Linked DNA regions of Xenopus laevis: region 1 is linked to region 2. A link is a contact called in public Hi-C data. All regions are on one chromosome and are shown on one strand. Each heading gives the region's core, a stretch centred on a gene start, on an enhancer-like site or on the middle of the called end of the contact. The rest is flanking DNA. Distances are from core to core; before and after follow the strand shown. Region 1 has its middle 14 kb from the start of fbxo43.L. Region 2 has its middle 29 kb from the start of LOC108719340.

Region 1 (4,880 bases), core at 725-3,224, 58 kb before region 2:
GATCGCTACCTGCACCCTATCACCTGGAACATCTTGTTTCCCTCCTGTAGGGAAAAACATTCCTCAGTTGTTTTCAGACCTGCATTCAACACCCAAGGGTCAGTTCTGGGAACTCGCTGCTGCAGATAATCAGTCACACACGTTGCACACTCTTGCTCCAGTTGATTCCCTTTCACTTTTATATTGCACAGTTTATTGGATTTTAGGCTGCGGCCACAATGAGCTGATTCTCAGCCCATGGATAAATGTAGGTAGAGAATCAGTCCCTACTCTGGAATCCGCACTCTTCTGTGCAGGGAGCCACTGAATCGACTAACTTTTAGTATGTTATAAAATGGCTTATTCTAAGCAACTTTTCAATCGGTCTTCATTTTTATTTTGTATAATTTTTTAAAATTAATTGCATTCTTTTGCTTTTCTGGCTTTCAGATGGGGGGGGAGGGGTGTCACTGCGACACCAGAGGCCCACCAAAAAACCTTAAACCAGGGACCCACTCTCAGTACTATACTCAACCTCTTTTCTCCTAGTCTCTTTTCTTTACATACTATAATCTATCATTCCATCTATTTAGCCTCTTTGTTCTATTAGAAACAGGGAATGCCATGAAATTGGCCAAATATTTAGCAGCATGATGGTCCACTAACACCTGGGCCCACCGGGAGTTTTCCTGGTATCTAGATGGGTTAGTCCGACACTGTACGCAGGTATTAGCCTCCTCTCCTGCCGTACCAGAAGTGTTGTGTCAGCTCAGGTTTTGGCACACAGCTGATGTTGGCAGCGCCGATCCTGTGGTAATTGTAGTCTGAGGTGGCTCCAGTAATGCCGCCCCTCCCCCAGCCCGATTACATTTCCAGGTGGGGAAGCAGCAATGCTAGTGCAGAGAGCGCAATTGCGCTCTCTCGCCCTAGTAAAGACGAATTTCCGATTTAAAAAAACGTAAATTCGGCTCTTAAAGGCACCAGGAGCGGCTTTTTGCCACCCCTGGAAACCTGCTGTCTGAGGCCTCAGCTCGCCTCATTGGTGGATCGCCCCTGGATGTTGGCTAAGAAACGCAAGAGTTTTCATTCTTGCACTGAAATCAGGCGAGTATGCCTGCACATGAGCCAACACAACACTTCTGGGTGCAGTAGGGTTGTCACCTCTTTGCCCTGTGGAATCCGGGCAGGGGGCTGGGCCGTGATCGACAGGGGCAGGATGGTGACACTATGGGGTGGGGCCATGACATCACGGGTTGGGCTATGACATGCGACCACCGATAGTCCAGTCACCACAATCCTGCCCGGTTTTCCTAATTTGGAAAACAGGGCAGGCAGTTTTGACCCGGGCGGCCCTTCAAAAAACCAGGCTGTCCAGTCAAAAACCAGGCAAGTGGCAACCCTAGGGTGCAGGCAGGACAGTAGGCTGATTTTCGGCCTTCATATTTCGAAAGGCTGATCTCAGCACCTGTGTGGCCTTAGACTTAGGGCTCATATTCACAGGCGTTTTCCCCTGAGTTTGGCGCTTGGATGCTCTTGTATGAGTACAGACCCACAAGGAAGAACTGCCTGTGTTTTGTTCTACACTCCCCTGCGGTGGAAGTAACGCAGGAAATCTAACCTCATTAGAGCACAGGAAATGCCCATGAGTACGAGCCCTTAGACATGTCCATTATCCATGATAAACATTTTTTTTTATCATAGATAATGTCAGGTCTGTGCTGTCTAGCAAGCCTTGCACTCTGAACTTGTAAATACATTATACTTGCCCTTCTGTCCTTCTGTAAAGCCAAGCTTACATATTCATGATAATTTGGTCAAAGCAGATTTTACATAGGTAAAGTAGGCAGTAATGAAGCTTCCACACATAGTTAAATGAAGATATATAGAAAAACCTATGTATAGTACTGTTACGTAGCAGGGTATAGTCTTGCTTATTAGTAGGCGTTTAGAGGGCTCTGAGTTCCCCAGGCACAGGGGTCCTGTTACCGCTCAAAACACGAGTTCATAATACACGTGCGGCCACTATGCAAATCTTGTCCTGCTCACTGGATGGAGCAGTAAATCATCAGCTCTTCCGGGCAGATCCTCCTCTTTCACTTGCTTTAATGGGACTTTTTCTGTCACTCTTGGGCCTGTGCCAGCATTGCTGCAAGATTTTAACTACTCAGGCAAAATGAAGGGACACGCTCATAACATTCCCTTTCAGTCTTAAAGGGGAAGGAAACCTAGTCGGCACAAACCCCCCACCCCCCCTCCCTTTTGTTGCACAGTAGGATAATTTCGCCGGTACGGATCTACTGCGCATGCACCAAAAGTCACGCGCATGTGCAGTAGATCCGTACCGGCAAAATGATCCTACTGCGCATGCGCTGTTCAAAGCAGGAAGAAGATCGCGTGGAAGAAGATGTCGTCTGTGAACTCCCTGGACTGGACCTGCGCAGAAGGGTAAGTAACAAGTTAGGGGCATTTGCCCAGCGGGACGGGTAGGCCAGGGGGGAGGAGGGAGGGTGGGCAACAAACGGGAGGGGGGGTGGGGGGATTGCGCCGACTAGGTTTCCTTCCCCTTTAAACCTACTTATGTGCAAAGAAACAGAATCTCATTTTGTTCCAGTTTGGATGATAATTAGATAGTGACCTCTTCTTGCACTGATTTATTTTCTTATTACCGCATCTTTTAGCTCCAACTGTTATCACATGAATTAAAGGGGTGGTTGACCTTTAAGTTAACATTTAGTATGTTATAGAATGGCTAATTCTAAGCAACTTTTCAACTGGTCTTCCTTTTTTTTTGATAGTTTATGAATTATTTCTATTTCTATGCGTAGAAGTTGTGCTGATCCAAAGTCAGGCAATACTATGCATACCTTCAAAGATCTAGAAAGTACCAAATGCTCTCTAAAGGTGGCCATAGACGTGCAGATTTACCTTTACATCGGACGAACGATCGTTCGGTGCCATCTTCCAACCTGCCACTAACCATTCAGATCAAATAAATAGTAAAAGAACAGATCAAACTGTTCTGCCCCCTGCAATCATATGAAAGTTATGTCCGACAAAAGCTGGTAACAGTTTCCCACTGATAATGTCAGATCAGCAATACATGCAGGGATATAATCGTTAGCCGACAGAAATTTTCTAAAATGTTGGGACACTCCACACACGGTCCAAAAAAACGTACGAATCGAATATTCGTACGATCAAATCTTTGCGCCAATGGCCAGCTTTAGGCTACACATGTATTTTTAATTTATTATTTTTTCACATTTTTATTGCTACTTTTTATTACTCATCTTTCTATTCAGGCCCTCTTCAATTCATATTCCAGTCTCTTGTTCAAATCAATGCATGGTTGCTAGAGTCATTTGGACCTTAGCAACCAGATCGCTGAAACTGCAAACTGGAGAGCAGCTGGATAAAAAGCTAAATAACTCAAAAAACACAAATAATAAAAAATGGAAACCAATTGCAAATTGTTTCAGAATATCACTCTCGACGTCATACTTAAAGTTCAGTTAAAGGTGAACAACCCTTTTAAATTTATTATTTGCAATATTCCCCTGCAGGGTTAGATACAGAGAATAAGGGTCCCAGACCAACCAACATGAGACAAATTTAAAAGAAAACAGAAGCAGTAGCAGAAGTAATTATGATCCCGGTCTACTTTCACTATACGTCGGTAACAACATACACATGCTCAGATTTTTGCACATACTCAATGGGCTCCTGCAATCCTACATTCCTCGCTGCAAAACTGAGATGTCATAGCCCAATCTAAGGATCCGCCATAGGTAGACCCATTGCCTAGGCATGCCCATTCATATATTCAATATTCATATATAGGGTAGATCTATAATAATATATCAGTGCTGTGCTGTCAACCTCAGCCGTTAACATGAGTGAGATCATAGGAATGCTAGGGACCACAATATTATCTTGGAGGGCCACATAAAGCTATATAAATACATGTTAATAAAATAATAATAAAGCCCATGTGTCTTAGTCTAAGGCAGCCCTACATCACACATAGTGGAGGAATAAGACCACAAAGGGCCCTAATGTAGGCTTATATTTGGATCCTAGTATCCCAGAAAAATTAGAGACTACATGATCACACAGTAAGTGCTTTTGCACCCCTCAGCTCTCTTGCACTTCTGCCCAGGGGTAAATTACCCCTTAAATCAGATTGGGTACATTGCCAATATGCTGAGAGAAGTCGCCAAATGTAGCGCAAAATGGTGCTGGTTGTCCTGATCCATTACAAGATGCTGCTGGATGTGAGGAGCTACATGCAGCTTCTGGGAGGTAGAAGTTGTGCTGATCCAATGTCAAGCAATACTATGCATACCTTCAAAGATCTAGAAAGTACCATATCCCCAAATTCCCTTCAGATGTTCAAGGAATTCTGTCATGGGAAAACATGCTTTTTACAAAAAAGTATCAGTTAATATCTTTTCTCCAGCAGAATCCTGCATTGAAATCCATTTTTCAAAAGAGCAAACAGATTTTTTTAATATATAATTTTGAAATCTGAAATGGGGCTAGAAATGTTGTTAGTTTCCCTGATGTCCTCAGCCATGTGATTTGTACTCTGATAAACTTCAGCCACTCTTTACTCCTGTGCTACTAATTGGAGTGATATCACCACCTCTTCATCCCACCCCCAGAAGAACAATGGGAAGGTAACCAGATAATAGCTGCTTGACACATGTATTGCTAAAAATGCTCCCATGCCCCACCAATCAGCATATATCTATGAGAACAGCACTCAATAGTAAAAATCCAAGTCTGGCTAACCAAAGTTGCAACTCCAGTTACATTGAGTAGGAGAAACAATAGCTTATCTGAAAGCCGTTTCATTGTGAAGTGCTGCCTCTTTCTAAAAGAACATTACCAGGAAAAAT
Region 2 (5,176 bases), core at 1,565-4,064:
GATGCGTGTGTAGCACTCCTTTAGATTGCCATGCTCACTTGTTATTTTGTTCAGAGTATCTGCCTTGCAGTGATGTGTGGATATCACAAAAAATGCATGGGTTTACCCGCAGTTGGGGCGAGTTCAGGCCACTACAGGTGGGTCTAACAGTTCATACTGGCAAGCAACTTCTGGTGATATTTCCAGTCTTTGCCAGCCCCTGATGGCATCACCTCACATATCCCACCCCCTCCAGGGATTTGTCCACCATGAACTTATCGAAGGGGTGCAGATTGGGCTTTGGTTTAAATAGTGCTGCCAAATGTTGGGTTTGATTCGATGCTGGTTGAGTAGTCATGGGTTAAGGTTTTAATACACTTTAATACACTAATGATATGCATATGTGTCACTATTTAAGCACTTACACAGGTATGCACTAATTACTCTGATGAAGTGTCAGGTTCTCTGACACGAAACGCGTTAGATGTGATCCCCCTCCTTAGCAGTTTTTAATGCGCTCAATAAAGCCATTACAATGATATTAATTTGCCAGACTCCGTGATTGCTTTGAACAGCGCTCGGCAAACGGTAACAGAAGTGTGCATTGGAAGCCGGCTAGAAGGAGCCGAACTATCGCGAGAGCTGCGGCTTAGCAGGAGCTGGCGTGCAAGGGAAGCGCTCCGCCATCAGCCACATCGCAATCTTTCAACTATGGGTTAAGGTTTGGCATGGAGAATTTCTGGCATTACTGTTGCCAATTGCAATCTACTTCTCAATTCATAATAAATATGATATGGGCATGCTTTGCAGATTCCATAGACATCTCTTAATGTAATCAGGTACAGCATGTCTCATTGGGGTCAAGACAAAATGGTCTTCTTCCCAAGGTGACTATGGTGATCAGGCAGGCTTCACAACACCATGGGTTGGAATGAGGACTCATCTTTGTCCCTACAGAGATACCAAACAAAGCAGAGAAATGCTGCACCAACACAAAACAAGTAGCATAGAGGGTGGGAGAGGTATCCACAATCTGCCTGCACCTGCATTATGGCATTCTAGCTCTCCTGCTATTAGTTATCCTTTATTCCTGGTATATATTTGTTTTTTTGCATCTTTTTGTGCAATACATTAGACAGCTTGGGTCTTTTACCATATAATCACCAGATTTAATGCCCTAAACAAATTACAACCTGACCTACTGTAAATTAGGAAGCCTCCACACCCAGTATTTACAAAATATCCTTAGAGTCAATAACCCTATACAACTGATGAATGCAAGACAATCCTCTTGGTCAGGGTGAAATAAGGTGACGGAGCTTGTGAGATGGCAGCCTTCTGTCCAAGTGTTTTATTGGGTCAAGGGAGATTGTTATATCATGGAATAGGAATGTTTGTGAGCTAGCTGCTGAAAGGCTTCTGGTTATACTGTATATTTGTCTGCCTGCATATATGTAGCAAACAGCAGCAAAGTAACAAAGGCAGCTATGGTCTAATGTGAGAAGGACAAATAGGAAGTGGGAGTTGGGTGTCAAACGGAGACCCAGCAGCAGAACTAGAAATTCCTCTGCCCCACCAGCGAAATTGGAGATCTGTTTCACACGTTTATATTGAAAGAATGGATCAGCAAAGACCTCCTTCAGGCCCTCTGTTATTCTATTCCTCTATCTCAGTATCCATTGGGTCATGCCTGTGTATCATTCCTGTATAGGAGATCATTTATTGCAGGACATAAAGTTTTCTTCAAGATAATTCCTGAATAATCATTCTACTTATTTAAAAGTGTCAGATAATATTAGGGATGCGCGGAATCCAGGATTCAGTTTGGGATTTGGCCAGGATTTGTCCTTTTTTCAGCAGGATTTGGATTCAGCCAAATCCTTGTGTTCAGCCAAACTGAATCCGAATCCTAATTTGCATGTGCAAACAGGCCCAGATTTGAGGAATGGCCACAAAGACCCATGCCTAAATCGGTAGAATTTTAGGGGGACAGCATGCTATCCAACCACACCTGCATTGCTTCTGAAGCCCTGGGGATTCAAAGAAAATTTCCTGTGCACCAACCCCCAGTTCTCTGGACCCATTGATGAAAATTTTCTCATGTGCACAAATGAAGGGGAGGGGACAGGGGTGATGAATGGCAGCGGACCTTGGGGCGCCGCTATGTAAATCTGGCCCTGTGTGCAAATTAGAGAAGGGAGGGGAAATCATATAACCTTTTTGTCCCTAAACAAGGAAGTAAAGAATGTTTTTTCCACTTTTTCCCTTCCCGTCTGTAATTTGCATATGAAATTAGGATTCGGAGTCGTTTCACTATTCAGTCTAATCTTCCGGGTTTATGGGCCGGCGTGATGACGTCCTCGCGCAACGGTGCGAAATTCAAACTATTTAAAGGGGCCTTGTAGCTAAACACATTGCCCGTTGTTAGGTTCAAATTAGCTTGTTCCTAGGTGCCTTGTCCTGTGTATCCTGCCTGTTATTTCTGGTTTTGACCCTTGCTGCCCTGTAACTGCTCTGACCTCTCCAATCCGACCTTTGCCTGTCCACTGACTATCCTTCACTCTGCAATCCTGATTCCGGCCTGTCTGACTATTCTCTGCTTGTGCTGACCCGGCCTGCCTGTTGCTAAGTGGTGTTCTTCCTTCCAGTATCCTGGTGAGATGATCGTGCCCCTTTGCTCGTCCACAACCATTAGCTTTGCTCCTCTCTCAAATAAGACCTGGCAGCATCCAATTAGCCGGGGACTCCTCCCGAGGTGAAGGCAGTAGTGAGAGCCAAGACCAGGGAGCTTAGCTTGGGTTCTGGATTTAGGGTGCCGTTCGTGACACCCAGTCAACCTGGCCGGCCATGTCACGCCTTGCCCCCCGCGCAGCTGTGCACAAACAAGCATGGAGAGTCCTGAATCAACTGCTTTGACGTCAGGTTGTGGTACCTGGCACTTAACCTTTTTCAGGTGTAGGCTGCTTATGAGGTATGTGCCTGGCACCCAAGGCACGTGCCTCCTCTGCCCACCATAAGGCCCTGGTAGAGCCTTATGGTTAAGAATCCTTGCTTTATAGGGAATCAAGGAAAGCAGCATTGTTCTACAATGGAAATAGTTTTAAGTGTAATTTGGTCATTTTTTAAAACAGAGCTACTTTATTTTAAAGAAGCACACAGCCAGTCAAAATATTTGTTCTGGGATCAGCCAAAGCACCTTTGTATGTAGCTGTTCAAGAAAGATGCTGGAACAAGCCTCACTTCAAATTAGAATTGCACAAAGGCCCCTCAGTAGCAGCAAGGCCTATGTGTCGGTACGGTATGCATATCCAATTGCTGAGACAAGGGGCTAACTCTAAACAGCTGGCCAGTATTGCTTGTGCCTGTACAGGGTCCATATTGTTCTGAGAAAACAGTGGGAGGCTGGAGTTCTGTGAAGCTCTGAGACAGAAATAAAAGAGCTGCTTTTAAAGCTCCAGTATCAAACTATTAGTGTCAGTTAAGGTAGTAAGTATATCTCATGCACGTGTGCCCCTGCTAAGAGGCTAAGAGGTAAATCCCTGCTATAAGGGGCTTGTGACGTGGCATAGCTTTGCTGCTATAAGCTATAAGGCCTAGTGTTTCCCAAAGTGTTCTGTGCTGGGCTTATGTGCACCTTTTGGCAAGCAACCCAGTTTGGATCAGCAGCAAAGACAAGAATGCTCAACTAGTTTGCTGTCACAGGTTGGGCCATCTTTACTTTATACACCAAGGTGCTGCAGTTAACAGGGGTGTTCACCTTTGAGTTAACTTTTAGTATGATGTAGAGAGTGATATTTTGAGACAATTGGCTTTATTTTTTCTTATATGTGGTTTTTGAATTATTTAGCTTTTTATTCAGCAGCTCTTCAGATTGCAGTTTTAGCAGCCAGGTTGCTGGGGTCCAAATTACCCTAGCAACCATGCACCAATCTGGACAAGAAACTGGAATATGAATTGGAGAGGGCCTTAATAGAAAGGAGCAATAAATAATAAAGAGCATTTGTTTTTGTAGATGGGGTCAGTGACCCCCATTTCAAATGGAAAGGGTCAGAAGAAGAAGGCAAATAAAACAATAATTAAAAAAAGTAAATTAAATTAAAAAACTATAAATAATGAAGACCAATTGGAATGTTGCTTAGAATTGGCCACTCTATAACTTACTATCATTTACTTGTAGTATAGTGAATATGTAGTGAATAAGTGTGCTTCTATAAAGAAAAAATTAAACAGGTACTAATTGCATAGAGCTAACACTAGTAGCCAAAGCGGAAGCTCTGTCATATCTAAATTAACTTTTATTATAATGTAGAGAGTAATATTCTAAGACAATATGCAATTGGTTTTAATTTTTTAATTATTTGTGGTTTTTAAGTTATTTTAATCAAATGACCCTAGCAACCAGGCATTGCTTTGAATAAGAGACTGGAATATGAAGAGGAGAGGCCTGAATAGAAAGATGAGTAATAAAAAGAGCAATAACAATAATTTATTTATTTATGCCAAAAACTAGAAAAATTTGAATATAAAATACAAATTTTTAGTGGAAAAAAACTTGATTTTTTTGGAATTTATTAAACCCCGAGGATGTCAAAAGTCCAAATAAAAAAGCACTCCAACTCAGACCTGCAGAGTAGTGATGTGTGGGACGACCCGATACCCGTGGGTTTACTCGGCGGGTCGACCTCGCAGTGCTCCTCGCCACTTTCAAATACCTGCATCCGACTTCCGGTTATATAGTCTCGAGTCTGCTCGCCCCTCCCCTTTTGTGACGTCATTGTGACGCCATCGGCAGGGTGGGTCGACTCGGGTCTATAAAAGGACCTCGGAAGTGCGGGTGCGGGCGCGGGTTGTAGCAGGGCGGGTTAGGGTCGGGTGATGTGCAGGTTGGGAAACCTTGACCCGCACATCACTACTGCAGAGTTCATGTAGAAGTCAATGGGAGAAGTTCCGAAGATATCCTGATCTGTGCTGGGTTTCGTGAAATAATCCAAAGATTTCGTGGTTTTCAGACGAAAGTCTGAAAAATTCATAAGATTCGATTTTTCACATTTTTTTCCAGTTTTTTCCCCCACACAGAAAATATTTGGAAAAATATATTGATAAATAAGGGTAAAAAACCTGTGCAGATTTGGTCGGAGTGGTTTTCCGAAAATACTCAGATATTTTCAGATTTTGGTAAATAACCCCCTAAATGTCT

The links. Hi-C and Micro-C count contacts between places; a contact is called where the count stands out from the background.
Region 1: a contact with region 2 is called in a Hi-C map of the XL177 cell line, with 2.0 times the contacts expected there. The contact joins two enhancer-like sites. A contact is called at or near these places in 2 of 4 Hi-C or Micro-C datasets (the XL177 cell line and the XTC cell line).

The regions. Positions count from the first base shown.
Region 1 is chr6L:138,120,860-138,125,739 of Xenopus_laevis_v10.1, reverse strand. No RefSeq gene overlaps it. Among protein-coding and RNA genes, the nearest start is that of fbxo43.L, 14 kb to the left of the region's middle. Within about 2 kb of position 1,974, at least 2 of the 7 cell types and tissues checked have an H3K27ac peak or open chromatin away from gene starts, as enhancers often do.
Region 2 is chr6L:138,063,404-138,068,579 of Xenopus_laevis_v10.1, reverse strand. No RefSeq gene overlaps it. Among protein-coding and RNA genes, the nearest start is that of LOC108719340, 29 kb to the left of the region's middle. Within about 2 kb of position 2,814, at least 1 of the 7 cell types and tissues checked has an H3K27ac peak or open chromatin away from gene starts, as enhancers often do.